Regions from separate parts of the Callithrix jacchus genome. Here region 2 is linked to region 1. Evidence: chromatin contacts called from public Hi-C data. All regions are on one chromosome and are shown on one strand. Each heading gives the region's core, a stretch centred on a gene start, on an enhancer-like site or on the middle of the called end of the contact. The rest is flanking DNA. Distances are from core to core; before and after follow the strand shown.

The links. Hi-C and Micro-C count contacts between places; a contact is called where the count stands out from the background.
Region 2: a Hi-C map of induced pluripotent stem cells shows a contact between it and region 1, with 2.0 times the contacts expected there. The contact joins the promoter of TMPRSS11A here to the promoter of LOC144581955 in region 1. A contact is called at or near these places in 2 of 3 Hi-C or Micro-C datasets (induced pluripotent stem cells and skeletal muscle).

The regions. Positions count from the first base shown.
Region 1 is chr3:129,252,114-129,258,215 of calJac240_pri, reverse strand. LOC144581955 reads left to right here and starts at 4,312. Exons shown (of 8, transcript XM_078367961.1): 1 at 4,312-4,897.
Region 2 is chr3:129,431,857-129,437,197 of calJac240_pri, reverse strand. TMPRSS11A (transmembrane serine protease 11A) reads right to left here and starts at 3,866. Exons shown (of 10, transcript XM_008993243.5): 1 at 3,756-3,866. The coding sequence starts at 3,766.

The DNA.
Region 1 (6,102 bases), core at 3,063-5,562:
TGTTCTCACACTGCTATAAAGACATAACTGAGACTGGGTAAATTATTTAAAAAAGAGATTTAATTGACTCACAGATCCACATGAAACTGTGAGGCCACAGGAAACAACACTGGGGAGGCCTTAGGAAATAATATTCATGGCAAAAGCCAAAGGGGATGCCAGGTACATCTTACATGGTAGCAGGAGAGACAGCAAAGGAAGCCACACACATTTAAACATTGGCTCTTGTGAGAACTCACTCACTATCACAAGAACAGCATGGGGGAGACTGTCCCTATGATACAATTGATTTCCACCAGGCCCCTCCTCAGAAACATGGAAATTACAATTCAAGATGAGATTTGGGTGGGGACACAGAGCCAAACTATATCACTTAGTTAACCAACATTTTCAACAAGACATACAAATTATGTCACAAAATCATGCATGAATAAAAGATGCATTCAAAATGCAAGATGTACTAATTGATTTCAATATAACACCACAGAAAAAATTTGTTGGTATAGTTCAATCAACAAAAACAAAAAAGTTGCCTCCAGAGAAAGTAGCAAACTTCTTATTATTCCAGATTCCTAGGTGCAGGAGAGAGTTCCTCATAAAAGCTTGGCTGAACTCCCCTATATTCTCCCTTTCTGTGCTACATATAGCACTGCCCTCGTTTGCTTTGAGGTTGCTACCCACCCCAGAAACTATTGAGAGTGATGGGATGAATAGAATAGAAACTAACATATAGATTTTCAGTTGTAGGAAAATGCTAAGAGGCTTCTTACAACTATATCCTTTTAAAGTCAATATCCTTTTAAAACAGGGAGACTAACAATCTGAGCAGGCTCATTTATAACAGTAAATACACAGATTCATGAAGTAGCTACTGTCCATATAGGAGTGTTGGATAAAGGAAAATAAAATAAAATGAAAACCCAGCAGAATATTGGTAAGAATGGAAGGACCTACCTTCAGCCTTCATACACATACTCTTCAGAGGATGTTGAGGGCCCAAGTCCCCTTCTTTCCCAGAAGAGTAACCTTTCCTAAGAGGAACACATGCCACAAATTCATATTTTACTTATTTGTTTTGTTTTGTTTTTCTTTGTAACAGGACCCAATACTCTGAGAAAATGAGAGAGCCGAAAACACTATTCATTATTTGAAGCCATTCTTCCAAGGATGTTATAGAATCACAAAAAGCAAACCAACAAATTCAGCAGTTTACTGGATTCAAAAAAGCCTGTAGAATGTCTTGTGGCTGAGAATGAATGAAGAAAGAAATGATGAATGAAACATAAGCAGCTAAGAACTTAAAAGACAAAACTCCAAAAAGGGTTAGTAAAAAGGAAACTTGATAGAGATGCTGGTTTTACAGAAAAATCAAAGTTACAGAACCTGTATCATCCTACAGACACCATAAACATCCTAATTAATATTTAAGAATAAAGGAGAGATAAGGAGCAAATATAAAACCGTTTAGGTCGGCTACATAATAGAAAATCACCAAGCCAGTGATAATCCAGTTATCACTCTGCAGTGCTCTAAAAAAAGCATTCTTCCTAGGACTTAAAAAAATTAAGATTATTGACTGGACATTAAGTTTCTGGACTTGGCAAACACTGCGCTCTCTGAGGTTTCATTTCTTTTGATACAAACTAAAGAAATATCTAGGATAATCTTTTAAAGTAATAATTATTTTTCTTTTCTTAATCTCAGGATTTTAAAGTATAGAAATTTAATATGTGTAATAATCTACATTGTCATATCCTTTTAAAACACTTTCATTGGAACCTCTTTTGCATGGACTACACACATTTTGTTATACACATTTAATTAATTTGTATAAAATATTTAAAATAAATATTTCTAATCAAAACTGCCTGTGTCAAATTTTGTACCACTTTTAATGATAACATCAAAACTATCAGGAAACATAGTTAGAAATTGTATTTTATTGGCCAGGCACAGTGACTCCTGCCTGTAATCCTAGCACTTTGAGAAGCCAAAGCAGGAGGATCACTTGAGGCCAGGAGTTCAAGACCAGCCTGGGCAACATAGTGAGACCCGGTCTCTACTTTTCTTAATTTATTTTATGAATAAAACAACCAATGTAGTAGTAGTTCTTTTTAAACAACATTATTTACAAGTTTATATAATTAAGTAGAGCACACTTTAATTTGTAACATTTTGTTTATGGTATATTTTAAAATATCCACGGAATTATCTATTTGGTTTGAATAGTGTATGGTAGACATAATACTAATTGGCAGTATTTGATTTTAACAAATAATTCATAATTTTTTTTAAGGAAGCATCTTCCTTTGTCACCCAGACTGGAGTGCAATGGTGCAATCTCAGCTCACTGCAACCTCTGCCTCCCAGGTTCAAGCAATTTTCCTGCCTCAGCCTCCTGAGTAGCTGAGACTACAGGCATGTGCCACCACACCCGGCTAATTTTTTGTATTTTTAGTAGAGACAGGGTTTCACCGTGTTAGCCAGGATGGTCTTGATCTCCTGACCTCGTGATCTGCCCATCTGGGCCTCCCAAAGTTCTGGGATTACAGGCGTGAGCCACCACACCCGGCCAATAATTCATAAAATTTTTAATACATAAAACAGCTGCATCTACATTGCTATTTCTCATTGCAAAGTTTTGCCATTAACAAACTTTAATTCAGTAACATACAGAATTCAGTTTAAGTTGTGGTTTAAAAATTTATCAATTAGGTACCATCAAGCTATTTTCACTTTAAGGTATAGAAATATTTATTTGTAGTAAAAAGTTTGTTTCACAAAATTTGAGTTTGCTATTCCACATTAATAAACTATGGCTCTCAGAGGCAAATGGGAGCAAAAAGGATTCCAACTCCCAGACAGAGTTCTGGCATGGATTCACATGGAACATTACACTGGTATGCAAGTTGCATCTGAAGGCTTAAAAACATAAAATTACAAGATTAATTAGAATCTCAGCAGTCACTAGTATCACTTTCCATAATCTCCTCTCCATAAACTCCTACCCCCACCCCAAGACTAGATCCTCTAATCTCTTCTGCCCCTTCTAAATGAATGGGCATCCAGGCTCCACCTGAATGAGAGCCAAATTTGCCAGACCATGATTCAGAGGGCATTTTTATAGACTCAAGTGAGAAATATAAAATACCTTACAAATATAAATGCCTTTGGGAAAGTAATGCTGATGTCATTTCCCAGCATGGACTCCTTACTAGTATTAAGTATTACCCAAAACTATAAGAAATTTTCACTCATTTCAGAAAAAGCAAGCCAGCAAACACACAAACACATAAAACCAGCAAACAAGAACCACAAAAATGTGAGTTGTCAACATCTCCGTTTAAAGTCACTTCCTTATCCTGGACTTCTATGACTAAGAGGCAGGATTGTGTAAAGTGGGTGTTGTTCTGCATTCTTGGACATGGTTGTTAACCTCTTGATATCTGTTTCTTCATCTATAAAGTTAAAATAATAATAGTATTCTTCATGGAACAGACAGCAGGATCAATTGGGATAAAACACACAAAGTCATTGGAATTGTGCCTGACACATAGTAAGAACTCAATAAATGTTAAGCATTACTGTTTCATTTATGATGATGATAATGAACACAATATATTATGTTAATTGCCACCAATGGGGATTAAATATCAAGATCGTTAATAACTGAAATTTAATATGCTGAGACTACTTTTAAAGGCCTTTGGTCTTTGGACGTTTTAAGAAACTGAGTTTATGTATCATATAAAAGAACTAAAAATGCCATTTAAAAGTGATTTAATAAAATTTTAGGACAACAATTATTACACATATACTTATTTGGGATCTTTGATAAATGCAAAAGGTGGTTATCAGTAGATAGTGTAAAATCTACTTTCCGAAGTAAAAAAATCAGTAAGTAAAAGACTTTTTCATAGATCTAATCTAGGTCACTGAAGCTCAAGTATGATATAAATACTATATAAGGACTTGTCAAGACACTAAATCAAATTTTCAGTAAATACCAGTAAAAATTTTAATTTTTTAAAAGTGAATATTACAGACTGTAGTCACTTAATGTGTGGAGACTATGTAGTTCATAAAGCAGGGTCCTATGCTTGCTTCTAGGGACTGTGGGACCGGGACCATGGCCAGAAATTAACATTTGTGTCACACAAAAACTCAGCTGCAAACATACCGCACAGTTCCCGCCTCCAGCCTCTGACCCCTCCATAACTTCCTCCCCAGACCCCCACCCCTGCCGCAGCTCCCAGAGCCATCTTTTCGGCCTTCCCATCATGCCCCAGGCCAAGACCCGCTCACAACGGCCTTTCTTTTGTGTGCGTGTCCCATTAGCTCCTTGCCAAGGAACCGCGAGCTCTTAGATCAGCCAGAATTACTGCACCGACTGGAGGCCTCTGTCAGCAGCCTGGTCAACCAGCGGCTGCGGGCTTCCCTCACCTAATTCTCTCTGGGCCTCTATTTCCACTGCGACGACGTGGCCCTGGAGGGCATGGGACACTCCTTCCGAGAGCTGGCCGAGGAGAAGCGACAGGGCGGCCAGCGTCTGTGGAAGACGCAACAACCCTCGCGGAGCTCTCTGCGATGCCATCCAAAAGCGGCCTGGGAGGAAAGGGAGAGCATTTGGGTACCCTGCAAGCGGCGTTGGCCCTCGAGACGAGCCTGAACCAGGCCCTGCTGGATCTGCACACTCTGAGCGTGATGCAGGCTGACCCTCACTTCTGTGGCTTCTTGGAGAACCACTTCTGAGGGCGCGAGCAGAAACTCACCTGGAAGATAGGCGACCACCTGACCATACTCGGCAGGCAAGAGGGGCCCAACCCGCTCTGGGCAGGTGTCTTCCTTCAGCGCAACTAGGAACCTATGGCGCCCAGCTGCTCCCTTCGGCCTCAAGGTACTTTGTATTTATTTATTTATTTTTAAACAGAGTCTTGCCGTGTTGCCCAAGCTGAAGTGCAACGGAGATCTCGGCTCACGGCAACCTCCGCCTCCCGGGTTCAAGTGATTCTCCTGCCTCAGCTTCCCGAGAAGCTGGGATTACAGGTGTGAGCCACCACCACCAGCTAATTTTTGTATTTTTAGCAGAAACGGGGTTTCATCATGTTGGCCAGGCTGGTCTCAAACTCCTGACCTCAAGTGATCCACCCAAAGTTCTGGAATTACAGGCATGAGTCATGGCCCCAGCTCTCAATATACTTTTTAACCACCTCTCACCCTCCCACAAGCCATGGTCCAAGTAGAAGCAAACCTTCTTTTTACAGGAAAAAAAAGACTGAGAGAGTAAACCCACCCACAGTCTCAAGAAAGCAAACAAAAACCAAAAAGAAAACTGTCATTGAACAGTTTGCTTTTAAATTTGTTTTAATTAAAACACATTACACATTTTCAGGGTGAATGGTGACTTTTTCAGAATATGCTACAAATAAGGAATTTCCACAGAAACTTTTAACAGTGGTAAAGAACTACTACTCTGCCTGGTCTCTGTACGTCTAAAATGTGCTGTTTTGTCTAGTTTTGCTGATGGTGAAATTCTTTCATAATGATTGCAGGAATTGATCAAAACCCCATACAAGTAAAAGAATGTGACTCAGGGCCTACATTCAGACTAGATTTAGGTCACAACCACACCCCTCCTACAAAAGCTGTGACATGAAGGCATATATAGCATGTTCCAACCCAACCCACATAAAGTATTGATTCCAGTCACTCACAGTGACTAATTTGCCATGGACAAGGACATACTTTCACAATTCTAGAAAGTCTGAGTGACAAAAACCAAGAGTTTATGCTGTGTTGAGATAGCCATGATGTGAGTTAATGAAATAGAAAAATAATTTGTATTATAATAGTCTGTTTTTGATGTGAACACTTTCTTTGCTTAGGCCTTTCTGGACCAAACCTGAAATGTTTTGTTTTGTCTTGTTGAGTTAGCTTAGAAGTTCATAAATATTCCTTCAGGATGGTAGTTCTTTCAAAACAGCCATTGTACACACTAATTTAAAATGCACATTAATTAAGGCTTAGGAGTAACAGGCAAAAATGACCTACAATAGTTGCTAGGAGAATCTTTTCTCTTAGGTACCGGTCTTAGAGGCAATC
Region 2 (5,341 bases), core at 2,617-5,116, 180 kb before region 1:
CAACCTAGGTGCCTGTCAACAGTGGATTTGATTTTTTTTTTAAATATGGCACATATACACACCAGGGAATATTATGCAGCTGTGAAAAATGAAGTCATGTCCTTTACAGCAACATGAATGAAGCTGGAGGCCATAATCCTAAGCAAACTAATGAAGGAACAGGAAACCAAATACCACATGTTCTCACTTACAACTGGGAAATAAACATTGAACACACATGGACATGACCATGGGAATAATGGACACTGCAGACTACTAGAGGGGGGAGGTTGGGAGGGGAGCATAGTGGAAAAACTACCTATTGGGTGCTGTGCCCACTACCTGGGTGCAATATATCTATGTAACAAACCAGCAGATGTATCCACTATATCTAAAATAAAAGTTGAAAATTTTTGAAAATCAAATTAAAAATAAAAATGTCATTCTTCTCTTAGAAATTACTAAAAAGAAAGTTAAGTACCCTGTTAGTTAAACTTGGGCTCTGCCTCTACAGGTTGAAATTTCCGTTCCTCCACTTATTAGCTTGTGATATTGGGCTAGTTACTTTTTTCACCCATAAAATGGAGATAATATTACCTAAGTCATAGGATTGTTGAGATAATTAAATGCACCAACATAATATAATATGTATATTATACTGTGAATGCTTATTTATAGTAAGCAATATGAGTCTACTGAAAACTAACCCAAAAGTAATATTTAATTGATAATTTATAACAAGTTTAATGATTAGTAACGAACATGGAGATTTTCTATTTTTGTTTTAATTCTGAAGGTATAATTTTAGAATATGTTAGGAAATGCTCATGGTAAATTGAAAGTTGATTGAAACTATCATCTGAAGTGAAATTAAAATATTAAACATGAAAGCTTACAAAGGACCTGCCCAGGACTATCTTTTTCTCTAAATGTGATGAGGAAGAGGAGAATTCTGACTTTTTTTTGCATTTATTAAACAGTATGAAAATAAACAGCTATGGAAAAAGAGAGATGCCAGACTTCTGGGAACAGGATACAAATCTCACCCAAAGAAGTCATTTGGTATTTCAATCTTTCATAAGAGAGATAATGGAGGAGTCCAAGTGAGTGAATCACTCAATTAACAAAGTATAGGAAAAAGTAGGTGTATGGCTATTTCTAAAGGAAAATTCAAACAGAGATTCACATCAAAACAGAAAGAATCCCTGCATCCCTGCAATACAGAGAAGAGGGTAACAGAACCCATAGAGAAGAGATCCAAGGTTCATGACAGCCCAAAGAGCAAAGATACAAATTGAATCTATTTGACAAGGCTTCCACATTGTGTTTCTTGCTAATGGAGAAGTACGAATGGCGAGCATGACTGTAGAACATATTGTGGAATGAGTGTAGGTGAAACATAGGGTATTGTAGTAATTAAGCATCTGCTTTACCTCAATTCTTAAGCCTACCTGTTGGTGTGACCTGACACCTCCTGCAAATCCTCCAAATCCTAAATTAATATTGCATGAATTTGGCTTTAAAAAACCATAACCATTCAATGTTTCCTACTGTTTCCTTTCTCTTTCCTGCCCTCCTTCCTTCCTTTGTTCCTTCCTCCCTCCCTCCCTCCCTCCCTCTTTTTTCTCACTTTTTCTTTCTTTCTTTCTTTTTTATATTTTTCATATTTTTCCTTTCTATTATCAAATCAGTGGTATTACTTCTCTTATTCCTTCCTTCATTCTTTCCTTCCTTCCCTTCTTTCTTTTCCTTCCTTCCTTCCTTCCCTTCTTTCTTTTCCTTCCTTCCTTCCTTCCCTTCTTTCTTTTCCTTCCTTCCTTCCCTTCTTTCCCTTCCTTCCTTCCTTCCTTCCTTCCTTCCTTCCTTCCTTCCTTCCTTCCTTCCTTCCTTCCTTCTCTCTTTCTTTCTCTCACCTTGTTGCCCAGGCCAAAGTGCAGTGGTGTGATCTCAGCTCACTGCAACCTCGAACTCTTGGGTTCAAGCTATTTTCTTGCCTCCACCTCCCAAGTAGCTGGGACTACAGGTGCACACCACTACGCCCGGCTAATGGTTGTATACCTAGTAGAGATAGGGTTTCACTATGTTAGCCAGGCTGTTCTCTAACTTTTGACCTCAAGTGACCTGCCTGCCTTGGCCTCCTAAAGTGCAGGGATTACCTTTCCCAGCATGTTTCCTTTCTTTATCCATAGGTGTCACTGATATCCAGAACAATGGCATTGCCCACTGATTCTACCTCTGTAACTTACTTCCCCAGCTGCAGACACTCCCATAAATATATCAATGTTTATAGGACAGGACACGTTTGGTGGCTATAAATTTGATATTAAAAAAATTATTTGTGGAATATGAAATATAAAAAACTGGAAACCTGTTTTACAATACCGTAATTCTATAGACATGGATATGCATTTTCTCATTCAATATGCTTTAATAATTTAATAGTAAGTTATTAAAATTTTAAAATAATTATTAATAGTAAAACATTAATGATAGATATTTACATCTGTTTGCCCATTAATTTGTTCAGCAAATATTTATGGAGTGCTGATTATGTTTAAAGCATTGGAGACCCTTTCTGAGGGTCGCAGAGACCTTTTGTCAATTACTATGTGCATATTGAAGGACTGATGCAAGCATGCATTTTATGAGTGTTGAAGGAAGCCTAGTGAACTTCACTAACTTAGTGGTCAATCTAGTATCAAATTATCATCTTTGAAATTCACCTCTGAAAATCATCTCTGAATTCCACCTGTCAGGGTGGAATCTTTGCCACCCTGACAGGTTGCAGAAGCTAATAAGGAAGTCTGGACTCTAAGGAGCTGAGGACTCCAGGGAATTATAGCCATGGTTCTGGCATCTGACAGCCCTCTAGACTGGGAGACGTCCCCTAACTTCTGTTTGCCTCAAATTCCTTGCTTTAAAGTGGGAGTTAACGATACTTGTGATTATTGTTCTGCTTAGCCACAAGACTGTCTTGGCTATTACAGGAAATAACATACATAAAGATGTTTGGAAAATAGTATAAGTCTAAACAATGGTGAAATATTATTATCAAATATTATATGATAATATCATGGATGTTTAATATCATTATTTTAACTGTATATAGTTATGCCAAGGAATCTTCTTTTTTCCTATTCTTTGCACATGGAAAGCCCCATTTTGAAAAACAATATCCAAGTAATTCATATATTTTTTCTTCAAAATGTAATGGGAAGAATTGTAGAGAATAGGGACGTTTTCCCAATATTGAGCTTGTTTTCTTGTTCTCCCACAAGGAGACCCTGGGTCTTCTAGAATGGAGGCAGGTGTCTCTGCAGCTATTTACCTCTCAATCTGCATTTGGCCCCCAAGTACCCACCATAAGGGACAAGTAAGCACAGCGAAAGAGAAAACGCTATAAAGGCTTACTTTTGTCAAGATTGCTGAAAGGAGGCTTGTTTTAAAACACATAAACACCCTCCTTCCACACACACACAAAATCAAAACCAGTTAGGACACAATATAACATAGTGTTTAATTAACCTTTTCTAAAATCTTAACTATTGAACTTGGCAACATGAAATAATGCTAACAATTTTTATACAAAAACATTGATTTGAAACACAGAGATTAATTAATCCAGAATGCTATCATAACTCCAGAAATTTTTAAAAATCCAATGGAGATTGACTCCACTAAAGACATCTCACTAGCAGTCCTCTGGCACATCAGGTACCTGGTTACTGACAGACAGTACAGCAAACAAGCCATCTATAAAACAGAACTGAACTTACCGATACATCATGGACAGGAGGAAGAATATGATCTCACAGATCTGCACCCACTTAACTCCACTTTCTAATCAGCTATATGACATCTCTAGATGCATAGGAAGTCTATGGCTCAAAGAAATAAGGAAACAAATTACAAGTAGTCGAAATGAAACTAGTTGGACAAGTCTGAACAGAGACGTTTCAACCCATAGAATACCTTGAAGAAAGCCAGAGACAGCATAGTCCCTACCAGAAAGCAATATATTTTTTTGGTCTGGACTAATTTTATTAAAGGAGAAGAAACTGGTTACAAAGATTTGAATGAAAAATATCTTAGGAATATACCAGAATTAAGAGTTTAAAGAAGATTATTGGTAAGTATACAAGTATCTTAAACTTTCACATAAAAGCTCTCGATAAAAACACTCAGATCTTCTTAAAACCTAAATACATATATAAATATGACTCAAGAAATACTCTGTAAATTCTTGTTGAGCAGCAGGTATCTCTGTATCCACTATATCTAAAATAAAAGTTGAAAATTTTAAAAATGAAATTTTAGTTATTGCAAATAAATAGTACTCATCAAAGGCCAGTCATTAATACTTTACATGCATTATCTTATTTAATACTTCACAACAGTGGGGAGGAATTAACCTCATTTTACAGAAATGAAAACTGAGGCTCACAGATGTGAAATAATTTGACTAGTCTCATATTTCTGTAAACGATAGAGCCAGTATTTCAAAACCTCCAGGTTTTTCTGACACCACAGATTCTCCTCTTTATCAATTAGAATTACTATATGAATGGTGCTTGATACAAATCTAGCTCTAAAAAATAATAGTTTATTTTCCCCATCACTAGCTGATTGTGGACGTTGTGGGTGGGGAAAAAGCAGCCCTTGGCTACTATTTAAGTCTATCTTTCCTCCACTTGGTCTATGTTGCTATTGAAACTTGTGGTTGTATAGCGTAGTTCTTGTGTTGTGTTTTTTAGTTCCATCAGGTTAGTTAGCTTCCTTTTTAAACTGGCTATTTTTGTTATCACCTCCTGTATTGTTTTATTATGATTCTTAGCTACTTTGTGTTGGCTTAGAACGTGCTTCTTCAGCTAAGTGAAGTTTGTCATTATCCACCTTCCAAAGACTACTTCTGTCAGTTTAGCCATCTTAGCCGCAGCCCAGTTCTGTGCCTTTGCTGTAAAAGTGTTGTGGTCATCTGGAGGAGTAGAAGCACTCTGGCCTTTTCAGTTTTCAGCATTTTTGCACCATATTTTTCTCATCTTTGTGGGCTTATCTACCTCTAATCTCTGTGGTTGCTGACCTTTGAATAGGGTTCTGCGAGATCTTTTCCGTTGATTTTGTTGTTGCTGCTTTCTGTTTCTTTGTTTTTTAAAGATTCAGGCAACTCAGAGCTTCTGTTCTTTCTGGGGGTCCACTTCAGACCCTAGTTGCCTTGGTCCCTCCCATACCTGAAGATCTCACCAGAACAGCAAAGATGGAAGCCTGCTCCTTCCTTTGGCAGCTCCATCCCAGGGGGCACCAGCCTGATGCTGAATACCCCTGTTGGAGGTGTCTGGAGACTCACATTGGGAGTTCTTACCCA